Linked DNA regions of Gossypium hirsutum: regions 1 and 2 are each linked to region 3. Evidence: chromatin contacts called from public Hi-C data. All regions are on one chromosome and are shown on one strand. The core of a region is the stretch at or near the end of the contact, and the rest is flanking DNA. Distances in the headings are between cores, read along the strand shown. Region 1 holds the start of LOC107916592 (F-box/kelch-repeat protein At1g23390). Region 2 holds the start of LOC107916583 (protein SAR DEFICIENT 1). Region 3 overlaps LOC107916586 (alpha-glucan water dikinase, chloroplastic).

Evidence for each region. A called contact is a pair of places that touch in the nucleus more often than the background predicts.
Region 1: a Hi-C map of leaf shows a contact between it and region 3, with 1.7 times the contacts expected there. The contact joins the promoter of LOC107916592 here to the enhancer-like site in region 3. A contact is called at or near these places in 3 of 34 Hi-C or Micro-C datasets (callus and leaf).
Region 2: a contact with region 3 is called in a Hi-C map of leaf, with 1.8 times the contacts expected there. The contact joins the promoter of LOC107916583 here to the enhancer-like site in region 3. A contact is called at or near these places in 4 of 34 Hi-C or Micro-C datasets (hypocotyl and leaf).

Annotation. Positions count from the first base shown.
Region 1 is chrA01:101,050,600-101,054,451 of Gossypium_hirsutum_v2.1, reverse strand. LOC107916592 (F-box/kelch-repeat protein At1g23390) reads left to right here and starts at 2,327. Exons shown (of 1, transcript XM_016845880.1): 1 at 2,327-3,679. The coding sequence starts at 2,397. The coding sequence ends at 3,353.
Region 2 is chrA01:101,100,889-101,105,047 of Gossypium_hirsutum_v2.1, reverse strand. It overlaps LOC107916583 (protein SAR DEFICIENT 1), which reads left to right and starts at 2,864. Exons shown (of 4, transcript XR_005925758.1): 1 at 2,864-3,259; 2 at 4,158-4,159.
Region 3 is chrA01:100,777,735-100,781,946 of Gossypium_hirsutum_v2.1, reverse strand. LOC107916586 (alpha-glucan water dikinase, chloroplastic) reads left to right here. Exons shown (of 36, transcript XM_016845865.2): 32 at 282-380; 33 at 1,085-1,258; 34 at 1,355-1,447; 35 at 1,612-1,727; 36 at 2,174-2,601. The coding sequence ends at 2,378. Among protein-coding and RNA genes, the nearest start is that of LOC107916586, 14 kb to the left of the region's middle. Within about 2 kb of position 2,831, at least 2 of the 9 cell types and tissues checked have an H3K27ac peak or open chromatin away from gene starts, as enhancers often do. A contact at or near this core is called in leaf, where this site is marked.

The sequences.
Region 1 (3,852 bases), core at 1,078-3,577, 270 kb before region 3:
ATTATTCCACGATGACTCATAAAAGAGAACATATTTATGATGGGTGTTGAGTTGATGGTTATACACTCAAGATTATTCTAGTTAAGTAATTTCCCACGAAGTTCTACTTAAGTTAGAATAATGGTCAAATGTGAAACGATTATTAATATTTGCGGTGTCTAAGGGTTAGAACTCACATAATAGTTAATTAAAATTGCCCCACAGAGATTTAATTTAATGGGTGTAGGAATTGTCGTTGCAACAACTTACAATTTTCAAGGTTTAATGTAAGCACATGAGATATGATTAATGCATATGTGTGTCGCAATTTTTTTTAGAATTAGGAGTAAATTGACACAATGTATAAATGTTGAGGGTTAAAGTTTCTATCATGCAAATTCTAAAAGCTACCACCATTAGTCAATTGGTGACCAAAAGTGACGAACACTAATAGTTGGGTGACCATTTTGTAATTGTTCATAGTTGAGTGACTACTAGTGTAGTTTACCCTAAAAAAAGTTAATGTGACAAAATTTAGAAACGAAAAAGGGAATTGAGACTAGTGATGATAATGAGGCGGGGCAGGGCGCATTTTTGCCCACCTCAACCTTGAACCGAAGTTCTACTCCCGTCCTTCAACTCCTACTTGACCTTGAGGTTACCCGACACAATCCGAATTTTATTTCATGTTATTGCTTCAAATTAACCAATTCTTTGGTTGTATTGATTATAAAATAGTTGACTTAAATAATATGCTGAGTTCCTTTTTTATGAAACAATGTATTGACAACGTAATGAATTGCAAACAAATTTTGATTTGCTTACTTGATAATATAAATTATGTATATTAGCTACTTTGCTAAATCATATTGTATTGAGGCTTATTGGAGCTATTAGTTGTGAGTTTATATAGTGTAGAAACGAAGCAAATACAAAATTTGGATGAGGACACATATCAATATTGCAATTTCAAGTTTCAACTATCATTACTTTAGTGTACTCGCTAACAACCATCACCAGGAATCATTTAGTGGCGGGATGGGTTGAGTTTTGTTAGAGAAAACTTGGCATTGAATGTTAACACGAAAATGACTCTTTTCATTCTATCATTTTCAATAAGATAAAAAATTGAGAGCAAAACAGCAATGGGTAATGCTAGCTTTAGGATTTTGCGGTCCATATACTCAAGGGCAGCGCCCCGTCACCACAAATCATGCTTCTTAATCTTCTTTTTTATTTAGTACATGTTTTTAAACTTTTTAAGTAGAGTAAATAATTGATAAGTGTTTTATATAAGTATAATAAAATATTAAAAATATATATATAATAATTTAAAATATATATATATCAAATACTCATCATTTTTGTTTTTGTTTACTTTTTTTTCTAAATACAATCATTTATAGTTTTGTTATTAATTGGTAAGCATTTATATTAAGAAAAGTTTTTTCTATTATAAAAATTAACCACCTCCGATTTTATTAAGACTGAAAATTTTATGCTGCATGTGTATTGGAACCCAAAAATTTAGAATATAGATGTGTGTTCAAAAGTAACATACAATAAATAATGAAACGTATGGTTTGAATCTAATTAATTATAATAATATATGAAATATGTATGATTTTAAAATAAAAATTAGATTAAATTGAGATTAAAACAAAATTTAAACACATAAACATATTATATTAACAATACTAAATGCACTACAATTATTTTTCATAGTGTGATCATCAATTATGAGTTAGAGTTGAGTTGACTTGTGACATATTACTAAATTTTATATTACTAATATTACCAATATCAATACCAATACCAAATTTTAGCACACCCAACGAAAATATTTTATATTAATATAAATATAATGACAAATGATTATTAATGGAGTGACAAAGAATTTTTTATATGAATTTGTTAGTCTTGTGTTCAATTCTCAATTGAATTTTCAATTGTTTTATTTGAAGGTTATATTAAAGTATGAAAAGATGAAAACACCTTATAATAATATTCATTACCCTTCAAAGTAAGGGTATTTTAATAATTTCATAGTTAAGTTAATATCACCGTCAATCAATATTTTACACTATTATTTATTTAAAAAGATATTTTTATAATATTTCTTACATAATTAATATTTTATTAACTCGTAACATCTATTATAATTTTTTTAATGAAATTATAAGATAAACTGGATGATGATTTCAATAAATTTATTTTTTAAAAATTTTGATCATGTGGTTACCTTATTAATTGACATTGACATGCAAAGATAAACCATTTTAACTTTTTAAATTATTATATTTTCATTTAATTTATGCAAAATGTTATTATCATGTTTAGAAATGGAAAGGGTGTACCACTCTATTGTTTCTACCCGTATTAATTATGTTACAGCCCAAAACTGCAATAATTTGAAGATGGCTGAAGAGCAGAAGAAGGAAGAGGAAGTCGCCATCCATGGAGATGTCTTAGAAACAATTTTGTCTTACGTGCCTCTCATCAATCTTCTCCCAGCCTGCTTCGTCTCCAAGACCTGGAACGCCGCCGTTTCCTCCTCCCTTAGTCGCTTCAACAAGCCCAAACCATGGCTCCTGGTCCACACTCAGAGCATCCGCCGCCCACACGCCACCGCTTTCTTCGCTTACGATCCCCGCTCCGACATCTGGCTCCGAATCAACCAAAAGCAGCCCCCTCAACACGTTTCACCCCTACGTTCTTCCAATTCCACCCTCCTCCACGTCCTTCACCCTTCCAACTTCTCCTTCTCCATTGACCCTTTCCATCTGACGTGGCACCACGTGAACCCACCCGCAGTCTGGCGACTCGATCCCATCGTCGCTATGGTTGGTCCCCGTATCGTCGTCGCCGGCGGAGCTTGCGACTTCGAGGACGACCCTTTGGCGGTCGAAATCTACGACATCAGCACTCGTACGTGGGAAAGGACCGAGTCCATGCCTGCCACGCTTAAAGACTCAGCTTCCTCAACGTGGCTTTCCATTGCTGCTAATACTAGAACAGTTTTCATGATGGAGCAGTCAACCGGAGTCACCCACAGTTTTAATCCCGATTCGAAGACCTGGTACGGACCCTTCGATCTCCGTCCGGATCGGAGCATTTACTTTTCGGTGATAACTTGTGTTGGGGGCAACTTGATCATGCTGGGTCTGCTTGGAGATGCCGAGGATGTAAACTATGTAAAAGTGTGGGAACTAAACGGGGAGTCATTGGAGTTTGGAAAAGAAATCGGGGTGATGCCGACGGAGTTGGTGGAGAAGCTGAAAGGAGAGGGAACAAGCTTGAATTCGGTAAGAGTAAGTTGTATGGGTGGTTTTTTCTATATATATATAATCCTGGGGAGCCTGGGGAATTGGTAGCGTTGGAAGTTGGGGAAGAAGGGTGGTGTCGGTGGGGAAGTTTGAAGAATGCGGCGGTGGGTGATCGGAGCAGAGTGGCAGAAAGGGTGGTGCTTACGTGCTCAGACGTGGGGTTGGGTGAAATAGCTAAATTGGTGGGGTCGGGTAATGAAATATTCACTCTCCTTAAAAGTTAAGTAGTGGGATTTGCTTAATATTTTATCCTTGTTCACGGCGTTATTTGATGCGTGTCAGTGTGTGCTTAATTTGATGTGTATTTTTTACCCGTATTTGGACAGTACATAATCCATATTAAACCTGGATGAAAACGCCCTATTCTATTTTGACTCTTGTCCCCTTTCTTTCCTTTTACTTTTTGTCATGGTCTGAAATTTTGATATAAGTTGTAATATTATTTGAATTCTAAATCTTATACCAAAATGTTTATTATAAAAGTAATTTATATCTTATAGTATATAAAAATCAACTTATATAATTAAAATTGTTATAGTAACTTATT
Region 2 (4,159 bases), core at 1,615-4,114, 320 kb before region 3:
GAATATCATTTACCCATGTCTCAGGCTATGAATTTCACTATTGTGAATGATGCTACATACTGTAGAACTCGTATACCTAATGCACCATCTTTCGTTTCCTTATCTATTTGAACTCAGGATTTTACTTATATCAAAGTATAGAAGTCATGCATACATAGTCCATAACCCACTTAAGAGTAAGGTATGCCACACTATAAATCTTATGTAATATACATAGTCCATAATCCACTTAAGAGTAAGGTATGTCACACTATAAATCTTATGTAATACCCCGCCCAGTGTAGTCTTGTTAACGGATTTATGTTGTACTCGCCAGTATAGTACTTGTTTAAGTTGTGCACCATGAGTGGCGGATTTTATGATTTATAAGTTTGTTAAGGTATGTTGCTTAAGGCAAAGTATAAGTTTTATTTTATGTTCATGTGTGTTGTGGTGAAGAACCTGCTAATCAATGTTTCTTTTAAAAAGTCTGTTTGTTAAGACCTTTTGTTTATGTTGTACTCGCCAGTATAGTACTTGTTTAAGTTGTGCACCATGAGTGGCGGATTTTATGATTTATAAGTTTGTTAAGGTATGTTGCTTAAGGCAAAGTATAAGTTTTATTTTATGTTCAAGTGTGTTGTGGTGAAGAACCTGCTAATCAATGTTTCTTTTAAAAAGTCTGTTTGTTAAGACCTTTTGTTTATGTACGCTAATAAAGGAGTGTGGATTTGATTATTATTTGTTTGTGCACATCTGATTTCTATTCAGTTCTAGTTTAGTTTTAACTAGGATTTAGTTAAAAAATACCAAAGTGTTATGATTATTCTTGATATATTATAGTCTATAATGATTATGTTGGTCATGATAGAATGGAGTTAGCCTTACATGTTAGCCACGTGTTATGTTCGCCCTAAGAGAAAATGTTGCAAGATAAATATCGGTGAAAACCTTTTTAGTGGGGGTTTTTCCCTTCTCTCTTTTTTTTTCTGCTCTGTTACACTTTGAAATCCTGTTAAAAGGAGATCATTGGATAGGAAGCAACAAGTGATCGAGTAGAAAGAAGAGTTGTGCATGCAATAGTAGTGATAGAATAACAACTTCATTGAAATCATCAATGAGTATCTAGACTGTGGGGTTCTTCTTTATGTTGTATTTTGTCTTATGTAGCATTATTGTATGGTTGTCATAGATAGAGTCCATGTAACACCCTTAACCCGTCTCCGTTGCCAGATTAGGGTTTCAGAGTATTACCAAGCAAAATAGAACATTAAATTCACAACAGAAACAATTATACAAACACTATAGAAAAATAGGGCTTTAGCGGCGTATTTAGCAGCGTTTTTTTTATAAAACGCGGTAAAAATTGTAAAACACAGAGCGATAGCGGCGTTTCACCAAAAATGGCGCTAAAAACCAGAACATTAGCGGCGCTTTTTGTAAAACGCCGCTAAAAGCTAGATCATTAGCGGCGCTTTTTGTAAAACGCCACTAAAAATCGGATCATTGGCAGCGCTTTTGGTAAAATGCCACTAAAAGTCATATAACCCTTAAAATCCTAAACCCTAAAAAATATCATAAACACTAATCTATAACCCTTAAAAGAGTAAATCTCTAAACCCTAAAAACCCTAAATACTAAACTATATCCCTTAAAACCCTAAACCCTCTCACTTCCAAGATTCACCCCACCCACCGGCCTTCCAGTCAATATCCTGTAATCCCCTCTATCATTTTCCCCATTTTTCTTGATTTTTATTTCCCCCTTTTTTCCTCTTAGGATCCCTAAAGTATTATCACCCATTCCTAAATTTGACATCCCAAATCCTTAATGATTTTTCCCCGATTTGAAATCCCCAAGATCCACCCCTCCCACCGGCCTTCCAGTCAATACCCCGTAATTATTTTTGGTATATGACTAATTATTTTTTAATTTATATGTTAAATATTTTCTTATATAATTGTAAAAGAGATAGTATTAATTTTAAAATATTAAATTAATTATCATTATAGTTTAGGGTTTACGGTATATGGTTAATGGTTGAATGTTTATGAGTTACTATTTTAAGGTTTAGGGATTATGATTTAAGTGTGGTTTAAGGATGGGGTTTAAGGTTTAGGTGTTAGGGGTTATAGGTTAAGGGTTAGGGGTTCATGATTTAGTGTTTATGTTTTAGGATTTATGGTTTAGGGATTAGAAGTTTAGGGTTTAGATTAATTAGTATTTTTTAATTTATATGATAAATATTTTCTTATATAATTATAAAAGAGAGTATTAATTTTAAATTATTGAGTTAATTATATTTATAGTTTAGGGTTTAGGGTTTAAGACTTATGGTTTAGGGTTTAGTTTTTAGTGTTTAGGGATAAATATGGGATCAAGGTGCAATTGTATATATGAACTTTAATTTAATCTAGTTCTTATAAATTATTAACACAATTATTGTTATAACATCATTTTATATTTATATATTGCATACATAAATATTTATATTTATTCAATATAAAAATATATTGATGTATTTATTTTTAAAATCTCTATGATTAAATCAAAATAAAAAACTTAAAAATTTAATATTTAAAATTTAAAATTTTAGTCCATATTTCAGTTAAAAAGTTCAATATTCAAAATTTAAAAAAATCCAAAAAATGATAATCTCAACACAAAAATTTTGAAAGAAAAAAATAGAAAAAAATATGTTAAAAATAAAAAAATTTAAAATTGAGCAATAGTGGCGTTTTTAGGTAAAACGCCGCAAAAGTTGAGCTATAGTGCCGTTTCTAGTGGGAACGCGGCAAAAAATCTGAGAGTTACTGGCGTTTTGTTAGAAAACGCCGCAAAAGGCCATTATTTTTTATAAAAAAAGGCAAAATCCGGCTAACCCAAAAATTATTTTTTGGTAACCCACTCGTTAACCAAATCCCCCAAATACAAGTTTGTACTTATTTCTTTTTCCCTTTTACTCTCAAAATTTGAATTCACCCACCATAGCTACTCCTTTTCTATCGATCTGTTAGGGTTTTGGAGAAACAAATAGATTTTGAAGAGAAGAAGAAGAAGAAGAAGAAGAAGAAGAAGAAGAAGAAGAAGAAGAAGAGGAAGAGGAAGAGAAGAGGGGGGAGGAGGAAGAAGAAGAGAGTGAAGATAAGGGACTAAAAAGGTCAAAGGTATAAGTAGAAAGGGGCGTTCTAGGAAATCTGGTTGAGATTTGGCTGAGAAGAAAGAGCCAGTGACGCCTAGTAGTGATAGGCCTACAAGGGAAAGGAAAGTCGTAGAAAAGGTATGCTTTCTTTTCTAGGGTTAAGGCATGGGTTCATCGCCTGCACCACTTCCGTCCAACGATGGTACTGTCGTTGATCAAGGAGTTGCTTTCATTCTCCTTTTACTTGCTCTGGCGATTACCTATCTCATCCATTGATGATCTTTTTTTTTATATTTTATTTTTATTGGTATATGAGCTATAAATGATCAAGTTGTATGTGATTAAGTCATGCAGTTATTTTTCCGGTGTTCGTATAGATGAGTTAGATTTGTAATTTGGAATAGCTACGTTGAACTGAAATTATTAAGATGGGGGATGTTAGGGCAGTTGATGTTGTAACCAAATGTTTGTGGAGCTAGATTTCCTCTATTGTATATTCTATCCATTGCAAAAAAAGAAATTAAAAGAGAAAGAGAAGGAAAACAGATGATTTCTATCTAGGCTGGTTTTGATTTTGCCTTCTTTCATCTTTGAGCATTCAAATTTATTGTCTTATGTCTTGATTTTTTTGATGCAATTTTGCAAATTAAATGGACTGTTTTGGGTGGCAACTAGCAAGGCAACAAATATAGTCACAATGATATAGTTGTAAGTTTAGCATTGGTGAAGTTTGAAGTAGAGTTCTCAATTGTATCAAGAATTTTTTTTTTTGGCTTTTTTGTCTTTTTTCTGATCATGTGCATCTTCTTAGATAACTTCAACTTCTTGATTTCTTTCTCTATGAAGAGCTTAAATTAATTAAAGTTGCATAACTCCAGTTAATCTTGGCCCTCTTTGTCTTTTCTCTTTGGTATCTAAACTAGTTATATTAACGTTTTTGTTTCTAGTATTTATAGCTTCTACTTTGGAATCAGAAATTATTGGTAGGAAGTGTTGAGAATTGGGGCTAATTTGGTGTAATATGCTTGTTTGACAGGT
Region 3 (4,212 bases), core at 1,582-4,081:
TGCTAAGATTTCAATGCTTACTTGATAGCAATCATAGCATCATCAGCTTGAAACAATATTTTGTTGAGTTCTTCTCTGGATGAGAAGTTTTTGATTGTCCAAAAGAAAATTTTCCCTTCTGCATTCTCCTACAGTTGTATCTCTATGTGAATCTGAATTTTCTCAATAATTTTTTGCCTCCCTAAGTTTATTGCATCTAAGAAATTGATTGCACTTCTGGCTAGGAGATTTCTTTCACAGGCAGTTGATCAGATTTATTTCAATTTCTCATTTATCTTCAGGTGCAAGAGCTGAAGACCAAGATGCTGACTTCTGGCATGCCTTGGCCTGGAGATGAAGGTGAGCAGAGGTGGGAGCAAGCATGGACTGCTATAAAGAAGGTATACGATTTTTTCTGCAAAGAAGGAGCTTATGCCTCTAACACCATGTTTAGATAAACAATTATAAAGGAAAAGAAAGGAAAAATGTAAAGGGAGGAATGTTATGGAAAGGAAAGAAAACAATACGTTATGATTTTTCTTCCAATTATATCCTTTTTATAAAACAATTTATAAAAGATTAGAAGGACAAAAAGTATGTTTCACGTCCAATTTTCTTTTCAAGGGAAAGTAATGGATACTCAACTTTCTTTACTTTCCCGTGTTTAAATAAAATAACTTATCCAAACGAGATAAAGGTTCTTGTTTTCCTTCCCTTTACTTTGATCCTAACATAGGATAAATTTTGATTTCTACAACATGCCACTTCATTCGAATAGTGTTTTATCTGTAATCATACTAGGATCACAATGAGTAATGTCATTGTCCTTTACGTTTTACTTGCATCCAAACAGGAGAAGGATGCCTTTTGTCTTTCTCTGCATTTTAGTTTTTTTCTCCAATTTCCTTTTCCTAAAATTCTGTGATCCATACACTATGTTTCTTTTAGCATTCAGCCACGTTAACTTTTTACCTGTAACTAGGTCTTTCAAAATTTGTTCCTTCTATTCACATAGTTCTTAATTTAATTGTTTTGCTGGCTTGTAGTCACAGATTTCCATTTTGATCTATAGCACTGACATATTTGTTTTATGCTTTCAATCTAGGTATGGGCTTCAAAATGGAATGAGAGAGCATATTTCAGCACCAGGAAAGTCAAACTAGATCACGACTACCTCTGTATGGCTGTCCTGGTTCAGGAAGTAATCAATGCTGACTATGCATTTGTTATTCATACTACTAATCCATCGTCAGGGGACACTTCAGAGATCTATGCTGAGGTATGCATCAGCATTTATCAATTTTCTATCATGATCTCCTGTCATTTGTTCCCCTTGAGGAAGAAAAAGGAATTATTTGATTTCTGTTTGACTTAGGTTGTCAAGGGACTTGGAGAAACTCTTGTTGGAGCTTATCCAGGTCGTGCTTTGAGTTTTGTTTGCAAGAAAAACAATCTCAACTCTCCTCAGGTAAAACATGCCTACATATTTAATACTGGGTACAATTAACGAAGTAATGCAGAATAAGATTAACCATCAATACAATTCCCTTACCATCATATCATTGAAAAAATTATATTTGATCACAAAGCAACTAATCATATTCTCCACTAACGATTTCCGACATATTTCAGGTTTTGGGATATCCAAGCAAACCAATTGGTCTCTTCATAAGGCGTTCCATTATCTTCCGATCTGATTCTAATGGTGAAGATCTAGAAGGTTATGCAGGTGCTGGCCTTTATGACAGGTAATCTCCTTCCAAACTTCCTTGCAGAAAGCGTGCAGTGTGCTTATTATTTGATGTGTTTGATTTTTCCTTTTGTTGGGACTGTACTGTCCTTAAATGGAAAACTGTTCCATCTTCCGAATTGTTAGTGATCAATGTCTATTATTTTATTCTTCCGGAGATGCACATGAAGTGAACATTTACGGCTGAAGGAAGCAGGGTCCAATCTGCCTTATTGTTTTTCATGCAAAGGGCATGGTTAGATTTTTATGTAGTAACTGCTTTTCTAGAGCCTAGAGGAATCTCCAGATGGCCAATACTAACGCCACTAAAAGTCTAGCACTTGTTCTTGGTCTTGCAATTTGGTCTAACAAAGAAAGTTACTTATCATATGATCTTGTTCCCCTAATTCTTTTTAAAAGAAACTTTTGCACGGACGCTTAATAACACCAATCTTTTTTGTGCAGTGTGCCAATGGATGAAGAAGAGAAAGTGGTGGTTGATTACTCATCGGACCCGTTGATAAATGATGGCAAGTTTCAACAAGCAATCCTTTCTAGCATTGCTGGTGCAGGAAATGCCGTAGAGGAACTGTATGGATCTCCACAAGACATAGAAGGTGTGATCAGAGATGGGAAGGTGTATGTTGTCCAGACAAGACCCCAGATGTGATCCTCTCATTTGTTTCTTTTTAGTATAATAATTATATTCTTTGGGCAGTGTTTTTTTGCCTATGCCGACGTTGTAAAATGAGTAAAACATACAACACTGAAGAAGAGGTGAAAATGAAATAGAAACAAAATGTATAAAGAAAGAATAAATATTCTAAATCGCAGAACTAATAACTTGTTTGTACGTGTATGCATACATTATATGAAGATGTTTCCTGGGGTCCTATTCTATCTACTCTTAAATTTAGACCTTTTACTTCTTTTCTTTTAGTTGACAAGATTATTAGAGAAATTTTATTCTATTCAGATATTGGATTATTTAGTATTTTTAAAATTAAAAATTAGCTTATGATGGAAGGATTAAATTTTAAGTGGGGGAGGAGTACAGGGATTGGGAGAGCTAGACTGAGAATCGTCCGACTACCAGTTTTGGTCGGAGCAAAACGCAAGTTTTGTTCATGTGGGCCTAAACACATTCATTTGTAGTTAAATTAATCAAGGTATGATGCCAAGAAACAGCCCTATCATCTGCCCATCCTACTTGCGGGACAATGTTTTTACCCAACTTAATATTAAAATTATCCTAAAATATATAATTATTATTAATTTTTAAGGACATATAAATATTATATACACTCAATCATATATGATATCTTTTTTAATTTAATTTTATTTAAACTACTTAAAAATAATTGAAAATTTGGAAAAGAGAATGTCAACATGTTGAAACTATTTGCAGGAACAATATTAATCAAAAGTGAAATTTGAAAATATTGAAATCAATTGTTAAACATTAAAAAACTGATAAAAATTATAAAAATGACGAAAATAGAAAAACTGAAACCAGTCATCAAAAATTAAAAAGCCTAGAAAAATATTAGAAACTGGAATTTGGGATGATTAAATTAAAAAAAAACTAAAAGTTATTTGAAAATTATAAAATAAGAAAACATGTTTATTTATTTATTAAAATTTTTAAAATTTTTACTAATTTAATTAAAGTTAAGTTAGAGAAAATACTAAGTATGGTGAAGTGTATAATGATAAATTTACATTTTTAAAAGTTGATGTGAAATTATTTGACTGGTGCTTAAAATTTCTAGTTGTTAAGATCATCTAAATATAATTTATTTTTTTATAAATGATAATAATGTTAAAAAATTATACAAATTTAATAAAAAATAATTTTTTTTCAAGTTATTAAAATTTGAAATTATAAATATAGTTTTAAATTATTAAATTCTTTTTCAATTATTATCATTATACATAATTAATAAATTTTATTCAAACATAATTTTTTATTATTCTGAGCAAATATAACTTATTTTGGTCTAAATTTAGTAACAAATAAATTAATCTATTAAAGGTATGGACTTAATTTAACATGCTAATTGCATAATCAACAAAATGTGACGGACCAAATCTGGGATTAGCCCATTATCCATTCCTCCAAGGTGTCATTATGCCAATATCCATAGACACTCTTTTTATGCATAGGTATATAGATTTGAGAGTTTAGTTGAAGATATTAAATTAATAATTATATTATTTCCAAAATTAACTGTTTGAAAAAGGTCTCGTTGGCTCCAATTAACTTTAATTTTTAAAATAAAATTGTATTGAGAAATAATTAAAAATAACATGTTTTGACGATTTTCAGTCCAAATTATTTGACGATTCCTTGATTTTTGTCTGTTAGATATTAGTCCTGTAGGTCCATTTGAATGGGCGCTAAGTTTTAGTGAGGTTAAAAACGAAAAATAGTCTGCTCTTGGTAGCACGTCCTCTGTCTGCTCTTGGTAGCATTTTTGGTTTTATTTTGTCTTTTAGTATTC